Regions from separate parts of the Danio rerio genome. Here region 2 is linked to region 1. A link is a contact called in public Micro-C data. All regions are on one chromosome and are shown on one strand. The core of a region is the stretch at or near the end of the contact, and the rest is flanking DNA. Distances in the headings are between cores, read along the strand shown. Region 1 overlaps rasef (RAS and EF-hand domain containing). Region 2 overlaps agtpbp1 (ATP/GTP binding carboxypeptidase 1).

Evidence for each region. A called contact is a pair of places that touch in the nucleus more often than the background predicts.
Region 2: a contact with region 1 is called in a Micro-C map of caudal fin, with 13 times the contacts expected there. The contact joins two enhancer-like sites. A contact is called at or near these places in 2 of 18 Hi-C or Micro-C datasets (caudal fin and hematopoietic stem cells).

The regions. Positions count from the first base shown.
Region 1 is chr8:59,374,849-59,381,572 of GRCz12tu, reverse strand. rasef (RAS and EF-hand domain containing) reads right to left here. Exons shown (of 18, transcript XR_012384794.1): 14 at 5,270-5,384; 15 at 4,618-4,737; 16 at 3,038-3,114; 17 at 633-1,624. Among named protein-coding and RNA genes, the nearest start is that of rasef, 33 kb to the right of the region's middle. Within about 2 kb of position 1,647, at least 22 of the 62 cell types and tissues checked have an H3K27ac peak or open chromatin away from gene starts, as enhancers often do. A contact at or near this core is called in caudal fin, where this site is marked.
Region 2 is chr8:59,663,655-59,670,744 of GRCz12tu, reverse strand. agtpbp1 (ATP/GTP binding carboxypeptidase 1) reads left to right here. Exons shown (of 26, transcript NM_001024445.2): 23 at 67-198; 24 at 2,101-2,277; 25 at 4,663-4,832. Among named protein-coding and RNA genes, the nearest start is that of agtpbp1, 45 kb to the left of the region's middle. Within about 2 kb of position 3,729, at least 8 of the 62 cell types and tissues checked have an H3K27ac peak or open chromatin away from gene starts, as enhancers often do. A contact at or near this core is called in caudal fin, where this site is marked.

The DNA of each region.
Region 1 (6,724 bases), core at 398-2,897:
TACGAGAGTGATTACAGCGCCTCACGATGGTGAATGCGGCAATCCTCACGGCAGGTATTATTTGATAATTCGGTCGTTTATTTCACTTATTTGGCAACCGTCAAACCGTCAGGGAAACGGTTTAAATTTCCACTTAGTAAAAAAACATTAGCATGCCATTTGGGACAACACTACATACATATACTATCCTGTTGAGTGTGTAAGTGCATAAGTACATAGTGCATGAGTGCATAGTGTGCCATTTGGGACGCAGCTGACATTTTTTTTTTTTTTTTTTTACATTTCAGTACAAAAATTTTGTATCAAGACAAGCCTAATATGGTAAAGGAATCAGTTCATTAACTTAAGTTTAATATAAGGCATCTAAATTGTGTGTTTGGGAAAGAAAATGTTAGCTAACTAGTGCCATTTTCCTTAGCTAAAAATAAGGTTGGATATCCTTTTTCTTATTTTCGCTACATATTCAGAACAGACCTTCGGGTCACTCGGAAGGCGGTGAAATTATAAATTGGTGTCCATTTCTCTTCGCTGTTAAGATATACAGCCAGGTACACAACATTCCTCTGTGACTCGAGCGATACTTCCGGGTTTCTTCCCACCGCAGCCTCGGTTTCGCTGTTTAAAATGGCGGCCGCAGAAAATCAGTCTATAGTGTTTTAAATGACGCTCAGTTTGTTGTTCTGAGCAAGCGGTCATATATAAGAGGAAAACCTCACAGAAGCAGACAGAACTGAGATATAAACAAAGAATTACAAGAAAAAGGAAATTGCAAGATATAAACAGAACTATAAGTAAAAAAAAAGAATCTGAACTAGTGAGACAAAAATCTGAATTGAGACAAAACAAATCAGAAACGTAAGATGTAAACTCACACTTTTTAAGGGCAGAAATGAGCTCACATTATCTAAACTTACAAAACACACACTTCATACAGTAACACACACTTCATACAGTAGATCTATTACAGAACTACGACAACATTCTCTTCGTTTTACACACAATAAATAGTAAGGTGCAGCACAGTAAACTCTGGGCTAATAATCAGCTGCGGTATAAAAGTTATAAGGGCTATTTAAGGCAAAGATTTTCATAAAATCCTGAAGACAATACTTGAAGATATTTAGCAATGGAGGTAAAGTTGGTTTTATATTCGGATATTCAGACATTCTCCTTAATAATATAATTTCAGAAAAGTACTCTTTGCAAATTCTAAACAGGGAAATCATATAAGCAGCCAGTGACTATCAAAGTACAACATTGTTCACAGTGAATTAGACAGTGTCAATGTTGTTTAGAAGTCATACTAGCATGCTAATTCCGATCGAATATTCAAAGTAACGTTAACAAGGTAAACACAATAGAGACTGCTAACGAATGTGCGAATATAAAACCAACTTTACCTCTTAAGTTATTACCACGGTAAAAATTCTCCAACTTGGTTTTCCTTCATGACGCGCTGAATAAATAGTTGAACGGTTAAATACTTGATCAGTGTGTGGAAGTCGACGGGTTTATCCATCAGCCCATGCAGCAGTTTGGACTGGACATCTTCTTGGTATGATTTCCAGACAGTTTGGCCACTGACACAGGCTCTTTGTAATCGTCGGCGTGTTTGGTCACCTCTCTTTAACGTACAAGGAAAAAAGAGAGAGGAAACAGGGAGTGAAAATAACCCAAGAGCTATGACTCTGCTGCCCTCTTGTGCCTTGTCTTATTATTACAAATGATTCTGTTTGCATATAAAATCTGTGACAAAATCTGTGCAAATTTTATTTCTTTCCCCCCAGAAGTGCTATTTAACAGAGCCACATTTTTTATTTTTTATTTTTTTACAAATTTAAGGGGGTTGAACAATTAAGCAATTAATTGGTTCTCTCCAAAATCTCAAGAATTGTGTTGTTTCAGCTCATTTTAATAAGTAACATGAACAAGCAGCTATAAGACAATTTATTGTCTTTCTGTGGAATACTGTAAACCCAGTGGTTCTCAAACTTTTTTCACTATAAGTACCACCTCAGATAATAATCGTCTCTTCACGTACCACCATAACGACCGGTATTGAAATACAGTTGCGTATTAGGCCTTATTAAGCGGCTAAAGCTGTGCACAGTTCAAAACAAGCCAGATTACTTATTATTATTATTATAAATATTTATCATTGTCAGCCACTTTAACCATTCTAAATAGTTTTAGCATTAACGCTGTACTGTGCTTTCAGGTAAAAAAAATAAACAAAATGTAAACATTTAAATTAAAACGTGCTTTAAAAGTTAATTAAAAATGGCACTGTTCTCAAAAAGTAAAAAAGAAAACTGCTGTACTTAAATGTAAGGTATTATCATAAAGTAGCCTATTCATCAAAACACCTGAAATGTTGCTTGGACCTCATAAATATAGACTATGTCATCATATTCATTATTTTTTTTTTTTTTATAAATTATCTTTAAAATCATTAACGTGTATTTTAAATGTTCGAATTGGATAGAAAAATTGTAATTAGAAATTAGATCTGCTTATTGTGCGTTAGAGTAGGCTTTGTGTGTCAGAAAAGCAAGTGATTAAACTACACATGTCAACATTGGGATATATTAATACAGGATATGCCCCCAACAACCGTTACAAATACGGGGAGGAAATTAGCTTCAAATAATTGAATACATAACAATATTGAAAATAAAATAAAAGGTTTAGCCTATTAAAATCAATTTACAGATCACATCGATGTTATCGAACACGTTAAAGGGTTAAAATTGTGTTCATTTATTTTTTACTTTAATTATTCAGCGATTGCTCCCTGTACCACTAGAAGAAAGCATGCGTACCACTAGTGGTACACATACCACAGTTTAAGAAGCACTGCTGTAAACTGTTCAACAAATGAAAAATGTTTTGTTTTTTGTGTGTGTGAACTTCGTTTAAATTCACATCCATTCTATGAAGAGCGTACACTCATCCTCTGCCTATAGCACATTGTTTTTGCTAATCATCACAATTATTGACTATACTAATATGTTTTTTATTCAGGAGCAGGACTTACCGGGCTAAATGAAGAACAGCTTCAATGATGTTGGATCCATCTTTTGCACTCGTCTCACAGAATAAGGCACTGTATGTCTGAATATATAGAAGAGACACAGTTTAGCATTTATGCAAAAAAAAAAAAAAAAAAAAACTATTAGCCAAGGGAAGGAGTTTAAAGGTTTAAATGGATTGTTTTCACCTAAAAATGAACATTTAATTAAATTCAATTCAGCTTTATTTGTTTAGCACTTTTACAATGCATATTGTGTCAAAGCAGCTTCACATAAATGGTCATAGTAAATGGATAATCTTGTTTTTCGATTTGTGTTAAGATTATTTTGCTTACCCCATTGGCAGATTATTTAGCTTGATTTAAGGAAAACCCATTTTGGCATATTATTTCTTAAAACAAGACAATATGTTTTGCTTGTCTAGAAAATGCTTCTTGATTTAAGAACTTTCAGATATTTGGACTAGAAACAAGACAAAAAATCTAAGTAGGAAAAGTATAGATTAAGGAAAGTGATTGAGTAATTCTGTTGATTGAAAGTTGATTGGAAAATAAAGACGTTTTTATTTGCCTACGGACTCTGACTTTACGCGTACGAAACTTGCTTGCTCTACCAACAATAGCGGCAATTGGAAAGCCACTACAGAGCCAAAGGACTATCGGTTGTGTATTTAGGATGGAGTCAGAAAATGTAAAATAGTTGCGAACCTCTTGTATGTAATTCCTCTCTGTCATCGAATTATTCATTTGTATCTAATAAATTACTAATATTTTTTGCATTTTTTTCTTATTGAAAACGCATGGAATTGGCTAGATATTCCAACATTGTTAAAGGGACGAAGGCAAAAAGAGAATGAATGAATATCAACATACAATGAAATTAAAATAAAAAAAAACATGGCAACAAATAAAACATTCATTCATTCATTTTATTTCAGCTTAGTCTTTGTTTTTTAAGAGGTCACCACAGGAATGAACCACCAACTACTCCAGCATATGTTTTGCACAGTGGAAGCTTTTCCAGCTGCAACCCAGAACTAGGAAGCAGCACCCATACTCTCACATTCACCCACACCCACTCATACACTATGGCCAATTTAGTTTATTCAATTCCCCAATAGCACATGTGTTTGGACTGGAGAAACCGGAGCACCCGGAGAAAACCCACACCAAGACAGGGAGAACATACAAACTCCACACAAATGCCAACTGACCCAGCTGAGACTCAAACCAGTGACCTTCTTGCTGTGAGTGCGAACCACTGAGCCACTGTTGTGCTTTTTTTAATAAAATCTAGGCCACTGCTTGAAAAAATATCCTCATTTTAAATTCAAAGAGTCCAATCTTCTGAGGCATGCGAGAGTTTTGAGTGACAAAAAAAAGATTTCAGAATATCGAGATTCAGCTGCACAGACTGCTGCTGCGCTGCTTTGATGACTGTTTTGAAGCTCAAAGTTCCTCTGTTCGTGATTCCAGAGAGAATCAAAGTCACGTGGTGTGCATGAGAGTAAGACGAAGACACTTTTCATTTTCGAGTCCCTGTTAAAAGCTGAAAGCAAGACTAAATGTCAGAGAAACACACAAACCATGGCCAGTTTCTCTCCATAGCTGGTTGGAATGCAGGTGACTCCGTCCTGAAGAGCCTCCTTCCTCAGATCTGTCTTATTGCCCACTAGCATGATGGGAATGTCATCCTGAGAAACATCCTGCATCAGAGAACAATCACAGCAGCGTTTTAAGCCAACCCAGCAACCAGATGATGTACGGATGTAACCCTTTACTTTATTGGGTGCACGAGAAACCATTTATGGTAACTTCATTGACTGATTACAATATATATATATATATATATATATATATATATATATATATATATATATATATATATATATATATATATATATATATATATATATCACTTAGAGCAAACCCGCGCCAACACGGGGAGAACAAGCAAACTCTATACAGAAATGCCAAATGGCCCAGCTGGGACGCTTGGTGACAGTGCTAACCACTGAGCCACCGTGCCGCCCCAATGGTAAATAGGATGGTTCGAAGTTAGTATACTATGATGATAAATATAAATCAAAGTAGCTTCGGTGGCTGTTATCACGAAAAAACATACCTTGGAATGTCGTGATTGACTAATCAGAATGAAGTATTCCCGAAAAACCCTCATCCCTTACATATTATTACTATGATAGCCATTATTTAAATGAGACGCTGTGGAGGACATACCTCGATGATGTCGACCCATTCTCGCACATTCAGAAAGCTCTTCTCACAGGTGACGTCGTACAGCAGAAGAACTCCATCCGCTCTCCTGAAGTATGACTTAGCAATGCTCCGAAACCTGCAAAAAGACAACAGAGTGTCCAACATTTAGCTCATAGTGTACTTCAGTTTAAAATTCATTCATTCATTTTGTTTTCGGCTTAATCCCTTTATTAATCTGGGGTCGCCACAACGGAATGAACTGCCAACTTATCCAGCATATGTTTTACGCAGTGGATGCCCTTCCATCCCCAACCCATAGTTTTGGCATTGATTTTGTTCCATAGACTTGACAAACTGTCAAGTCTATGGAACAAAATCAATGCCAAAACTATTGAATTAAAAAGCTTGTTGAATAGCACAAACTGAAAAATATAATACACCATATTAACAAGTTCTTGCATTTTAATGACTTGAATTCCAGGGTTGGTATTTTTAGGTCCTGAAGTTTAACATAGCTGTTTATTTAAGCTGTGAATATTTCAATGAAAAAATATTTCAAACACGTTTTCATACTTGAAAATTCAATAACTCATTTTCAATTTTCAGATTTCACTTACAACATATTCAATACTCTTTAAAAATACGATGTATAATATTCAAAAGGCAATTTTCAGTTCATTTTATTTCAGTTCAAATATTCGCTTCCATAAATTCAGTGGTTTAAAGTCGACTGTTAAAATTCAACATTACATCCGGGAACTGCAGGAAAAGCAATAGATTGCAGATTGAAGATTGCCAGCTGCTCTTTCACCAGCAGGTGGGGATGGAATCATATTTTCATATTTCAAAAGTTATATTTTCTGTCTTTTAGTATACATATATAATAGACTTGCTTTGTTTACCAAATAAGTGGATCTGGATGGATTTGCATTGTAAACATTAAATACAAGTAATTATTTTGTATTTCATAGATCAATTTTTTTGTTACAGTATGATACTCCCTAAATCATTCCGCATAAATCCGCAGATTTTTTTACAAAATTCTCTGCAGAAATAGCAAAAAATATCCACAGATTCTGCCTTGCCATAGTTATGAGCAGTGTTGAGTAAATTATTTAAAACAAGTCATGAATTACTAATTACATCATTAGAATTGTATTTTAAAAAACATTTCTGATGAATTATTCTGAAAAGTAATTACCTAACTTAAAATCCAGATAAATCTCACTAGAAATAAAACAATAATATAATTATTTCAATTTAGATACAAAGGCTTTTAGCTTTATTAATGAAATGACTACTTAAGAAAACCTAGACATCATATGTATCAAAACATGACATGTCAAAGGAATGATGCAATATTTTATAAATATTTTGTCATTCATTAATGATGCTTGATAAATGTAAACTTCAGTTAAAAAATCGAATTTGTCTGCAATATACAGTTGAATCAAATTATTCGCCCTCCTGTGATTT
Region 2 (7,090 bases), core at 2,480-4,979, 290 kb before region 1:
TGTTTTATCTGTTTAATGACACCAGCAGTGTGTTTATCTGTTAACTGTGGTTGTGTGTTGGTGTAGGTTTTCTGCGACTATCACGGTCACTCACGGAAGAAGAATGTTTTCATGTACGGCTGCAGTATTAAGGAGACAATGTGGCAGTCCAGTGTGAACACCAGCACATGTGACCTAAACGAGGACCTCGGATACAGGGTAACACACCATGGTGTTTTTAGACTCATTTGTTTTTATTGTCAACTTTTTGGTGAGCTTGATGCAGACATTATTTTAAGTTCACAGCTTCTTCTCAGTCCATCCAAGTGATTTATTAAAATTAACCTGCAAAAATGTGTCATTCACAAATTGTACACATGACTGCCCACTGCAAAGCAAGGGCTTTTAAGAAACATTTATAATGTTTAACAGTATATAATATTTTACTAGATATTTCTTTATATATTTAGATATATTTTCTTCTGGAGAATGTCTTATTTGTTTTATTTTGGCTAGAATATTCATTTATTCATTTATTTTCATCTGCTTTTCCGGGGCTGGGTCATGGGGGCAGCATACTTAGGAGAGAACCTCTCCCCAGACACTTCCTCCAGCTCCTCCGGGGGGATCCCAGGCCAGCCGAGAGCATAGTCCCTCAAGCGTGTCCTGTCTTCCCCGAGGCCTCCTCCCACTGGGACATGCCTAGCACCCCCCTAGATAGGCATCTGAAACAGATGCTGAGCCACCTCTGCTGACTTCTCTCTATGTGGAGGAGCAGCGGCTCTACTCCGAGCTCCTTCCGGGAGTCAGAGCTCCTCACCTATTTTGGCTGCTTGTATTAGAGATCTTGTCATTTCGGTCATGACCCAAAGCTCAAAACGTAGATTGACCGGTAAATCGAGAGTTTTGCCTTTTGGCTCAGCTCCTTCTTCACCACAACAGACCAGTACATCAACCGCATCACTGCTGCCGCTGCACAAATCCTACTTTCAATCTCATGTTCCATCCTTCCCTCACTCGTGAACAAAACCCCAAGATACTTGAACTCCTCCACCTGGGGTAAGGACTCTCCTCCAACCTGGAGATGGCAAACCACCTTTTTCCATCGGAGCACCATGGCCTCGGACTTGGAGGTGCTGATTCTCATCCCAGCCGAGTCACACTCGGCAGCAAACTGCCCCAGTGCATGCCGAAGGTCCATGTTCGATGAAGCCAATCGAACAACATTGTCTGCAAATAACAGATGAAATCCTATGATCCCTGAACCGGACCCCTTGAAATTCTGTTCATAAAAATTAAGAAAATAATTGGTGACAAGGGGCAGCCCTGCTGGAGTCCAACATGCACTGGAAACAAGTCTATTGCCGGCAATGCAAACCAAATTCCTTCTCTGTTCATACAGGGACGAGACGGCCCTTAACAGAGCGCCTCTGACCCCATACTCCAAGACCAATCGATTGCCTTCTCCAAGTCCACAAAACACATGTGGACTGGTTGGGCATACTCTCATGAACCCTCGTGCACCCTGGTGAGGGTGTAGAGCTGGTCCAGTACCACAGCCCAGACGAAAACCGCATTATTCCTCCTGGATCCTAGCTTCAACCACTGGCCAAATCCTCCTCTCCAGTACCCTGGCGTAGACTTTTCCCGGGAGGCTGAGGAGTGAGATTCCCCTATAGCTGGAGCACACCCTTCTTAAAAATGCGAACCACCACCCCAGTTGCCCAGTCCAGAGGTACTATCCCCAACCTCCATGCGACCTTAATTTTAAGGCTCTCTGGTGTTAGAAAGTTGAGTTTTACCCTTTTTTAATCCATCCAGCCACTCTCTGGGTCTGATGAGAGCATTTTAGCTTAGCTTAGCATAAATCACTGAATCAGATTAGACCATTAGCATCTCACTCAAAGTGACCAGAGTTTTTACTATTTTTCTACCTAAAATTGGACCTTTTTTTGACATCATGGCAAAGATAAAATAAATCAGTTATTAGAAATGAGTTATTAAAACTATTATGTTTAGAAAAATGTCCTTTCCGTCAAACAGAAATAATAAATAGAGACGCTATTAATTCAGGAGGGCTTATAATTCAGACTTCAACTGTATATTGTTGGCGTGTTGCAGACTCTGCCTAAGCTGCTGTCTCAGATGGCTCCAGCGTTCAGTCTGTCCAGCTGCAGTTTTGTGGTGGAACGCTCTAAAGAAGCCACGGCGCGTGTGGTGGTGTGGCGGGAGATCGGCGTGCAGCGCAGTTACACCATGGAGAGCACACTTTGTGGCTGTGACCAGGGCAAATACAAGGTGAGCTCCGACTATTTTTACACAAACACAGAAGGTTAGTTAGATTTTTCTATCTAATGGTCACGTGAAGTGCTTTGAAATGTGAATTTTTTTTATTCTGTTTAGCGTAATCTCAACTAAAACATGAAGAGAGGGCGGGACATAAAGTAGCTCCTCCCTTTAAAAAAAAAAAAACAATAGTGTCAATAGTCAATAGTGTTTTGTTTTTTCACCACTTTGACAGTGAGAGTGGTTGAGCTCAAGCGCATCAATAAAAAGCAAATGAGAAGAAGAGGTGGGGCATGTCAGATACTAGAGAGCATTTGATTGGTCAAGTTTTGATGAGAAACTGAAGTATGAGGTAACGTGTAACAAATCGTTGAAAGATTTAGGCGGAAGTGGAAAATACAAGCTTTGGATGTTTTATATCTTCTAAATGCGAATTTTGTCACTGTTTTGGAGCACACTAGCTTATAGATATCCTTAAAACGAAAGGCTAGGCTGGTTTAAGCTGTTTTTTTGAGTCAGTATAATATAACACTGTACCATATGGCTCAAAAACTATATGGTATTACTATAGTATTATTTCAGTTGGTTTAGCAGAGAGGTGTCCAAACTCGGTTCTGGAGGGCCAGTGTCCTGCATAGTTTAGCTCCAACATCCTTCAACACACCTGCTGGGAAGTTTCTAGTAAACCTAAACCGCTTGATTAGCTGCTTCAGGTGTGTTTAATTAGGGTTGGAAATAATACCCTGCGGCAAAATCCAGCTTAAACCAGCCTAGGCTGGTTGGCTGGTTTTAGCTGGTTGACCAGCCTGGTTTTAGGGGGTTTTGGCCATTTCCAGGCTGGTTTCCAGCCATTTCCAGCCTGGTCTTAGCTGATCAGGCTGGAAAATGACGAGCTAAATCCAGCTAAAACCAGCTTGAACAGCCTGGTCTAAGCTGGACATAGCTGGTATTGGCTGGGCTTCCAGTCTGGCTAGGCTGGTCAAGCTGGTTTTAGCTGGTCATCTCCCAGCCTGACCAGCTAAGACCAGGCTGGAAATGGCTGGAAACCAGCATGGAAATGGCCAAAACCCCTCTAAAACCAGCCTAGCCAACCAGCTAAAACCAGCCAACCAGCCTAGGCTGGTTTAAGCTGTTTTTTTTAGTAGGGTATGCAGGACACCGGCCCTCCAGGATTGAGTTTGGACACCCCTGGTTTAGCGCTATTGCTGATTTGCATCATACTTTCACAGTCAGCAAATCTGTTACAAACTGGAGACCAAATTTAAAACGAGAAAGAAAATATGATTCGCTAACACACGACAGCTAAACATAAGTCTTAATGTCATTGGGCTAATTTATGTTGTTGATTACCTCAGATGTGTTTCCAACCGTCTGGATAAATAAATGTCTCTGTATATTACATGACTTGTTTTGATGACGAATGTGAACAGTAGATGGCGCTACAGGCTAACTGTGAAATATTTAGCATTCTCACGTCTCTGATGGTGTGACTCACTGTCTTGTCTGCAGAACGCATAATGGCGTCTCTGTGAGTTTAAGTAACATGGCTGAAGCTTCTTTCTGTCGAATATCTGAATAAGTCAGAGCTCAGCTGAATATTTACATTTAATAAACTAGTGTTAGCATGTGTTGGATTATCACTTAGCAACAGTCATTTTCTGTCACACTGAGCCTTGGTGTTACACTGCTTCTCGTAGAGTTTTGTCTTGTTTCTTGACAAAATATCTAAAATAAAATAAAAAAAATTAAGAAGCATTTCTAGATGAGCAAAAATATTGTCTTGTTTTTAGAAATAATACATCAAAGTTTTTTTTTTCTATAACAAGATAAAGAATCTGCCAATGGGGTTAGATAATGTTGTTTTCGCTTTGAAATTAGACTATTTTACTTACCTCATCAAGGTAAAAGCTCACTTAATTGTAACTTATCATTATTTTTTTTTAAATTTCACAAGATCTTTCATATTTTAAATATATGGGGTATCGTGTCTAGAACTATGACTGCTGAAAAATCCAGCTTAAACCAGCCTAGGCTGGTTGGCTGGTTTTAGCTGGTCGACCAGGCTGGTTTTAGAGGGGTTTTGGCCATTTCCAGCCTGGTTTAAGCTGGACATAGCTGGTTTTGGCTGGGCTCCCAGTCTGGCTAGGCTGGTCAAGCTGGTTTTAGCTGGTCATCTCCCAGCCAGACCAGCTAAGATCAGACTGGAAATGGCTGGAAACCAGCCTGGAAATGGCCAAAACCCCTCTAAAACCAGCCTGGTCGACCAGCTAAAACCAGCCAACCAGCCTAGGCTGGTTTAAGCTGGATTTTTCAGCAGGGAGGATGATAATGTATTTACTGTGTACTGAAATAAGGCTTTAACATCAGCAAAATGAGTGAAGATCTTTGTGTTTGCAGGGTCTTCAGATTGGTACGAGTGAACTGGAGGAAATGGGCTCTCAGTTTTGTTTGGCTCTGCTGAGACTCAGACGCTTCACGTCCCCATTAGAGCTTCACAACCACAACTCTCATCTGCTGGACATGGAGAACGAGCTGATAGACACACGCCACATTCCCAATATCACCAGGTAATCACACACTTCACATCCCCAGCATCATCAGGGGAACACACACAATATCCTCAACTTCACCATTTATACACATACAACATTACCAGGTAAACACACACACATACATACATACATACATACATACATACATACATACATACATACATACACACACAAAAAATTCCCAACATTACCACGTAAACATACACATGCAACAATCCCAACATTACCAGGTAAACACGCACATGCTCCCAACATCACCAGGTAAACAAACATACACTCACACACACGCAACATCCCCAGATAAACACACACACACACACACACACACACACACACACACACACACACACACACACAGGCAACATCCCCAAAATCACCAGGTGAACACACACACACACACACACACACACTAACACACATCTCCAATATCACCAGGTAAACACACACTTCACATCCCCAGCATCATCAGGGGAACACACACAATATCCTCAACTTCACCATTTATACACATACAACATTACCAGGTAAACACACACACATACATACATACATACATACATACATACATACACACACAAAAAATTCCCAACATTACCACGTAAACATACACATGCAACAATCCCAACATTACCAGGTAAACACGCACATGCTCCCAACATCACCAGGTAAACAAACATACACTCACACACGCAACATCCCCAGATAAACACACACACACACACACACACACAAACACACACAGGCAACATCCCCAAAATCACCAGGTGAACACACACACACACACACACACACACACACTAACACACATCTCCAACATCACCAGGTGAACACACACACACACACCCGCAACATCCCCAACATCACCAGGTGAACACACACACACACACCCGCAGCATCCCCAACATCACCAGGTGAACACACACACACACACACACACACACACTAACACACATCTCCAACATCACCAGGTGAACACACACACACACACCCGCAACATCCCCAACATCACCAGGTGAACACACACACACACACACCCGCAACATACCCAACATCACCAGGTGAACACACACACACACACCCGCAACATCCCCAACGTCACCAGGTAAACACACACACACACTAACACACATCCCCAACATCACCAGGTAAACACACACACAAACGCAACATCCCCAGCATCATTAGGTGAACACACACATACATATACACACACTCTCACATCCAACAGCACCAGGTTAACACACACACACAAAACATCCCCAACATCACCAGGAAAGCACACACACACACACAGCATTAGCATGTAAAAACACATACAAAATCACCAGGTAAACACACATACACACACACACACACGCAACATACGCACACACCACGTCCTCAACATCACCAGGTAAACATATACTCACACATGCAACATCTACATAACCACCAGGTGAACACACACACACACACACACACACACACACTTACAACATCCCTAACATCACCATGTAAACACACACACACACACACACACAACATCACCAGTTAAACAAACACATGCTCACAGCATCCCCAAGATCACCAGGTAAACACACACACATACACACACACACACACACACTCACTACATCCCCAACATCACCAGGTAAACATACAGACTCACTCAGTCACCAACACACACACACACACACACACACACACACACAACAAATGTTCATATGAGCAGATCCAGCTCAGGACGTCCTGTCATTGTAACCAGCACACAACCACACAAGACGCAACAGCTGCCATATCGAATCTCAATACAACATTAAGCATCTAGGAGCCCGCAATAATGTTCAGAACAATAATAGCCACCATGATCCATGATGTCAGAAGAGTCTAGAAGCTTCTTGGGAACGTACTTGTGCCCCTCCCAGCGTGTGTATTTCTGTAATGGACACACACACACTCAGGATCTTGCAGCCTCTTCTAATGGCCGGCTCCACTTGAGGAGCTGCTGGTCACATGGGGCCCGGTGCACTTGAGTGAAAAAAAGAAGCACTCTGCTCATTACGCTCATCTAATCACCTGATCAAAACGCCCGCTAATCCACTTTGAGTCTGGCCTCCCGTCCCCTCGGCCCGTCTCGCTCGGATCCAGTTTCTTCCCCCTCACACCATTAAAACCATTAAAAACCCACTAAAACCAGCCCAACCACCAGACCACACATTAAACCATTTAACTGCTTAACAAGAGGGCCATAAAACCATCATCACTCTTAGTAAGGTTATTGCGTTACAGGGAGA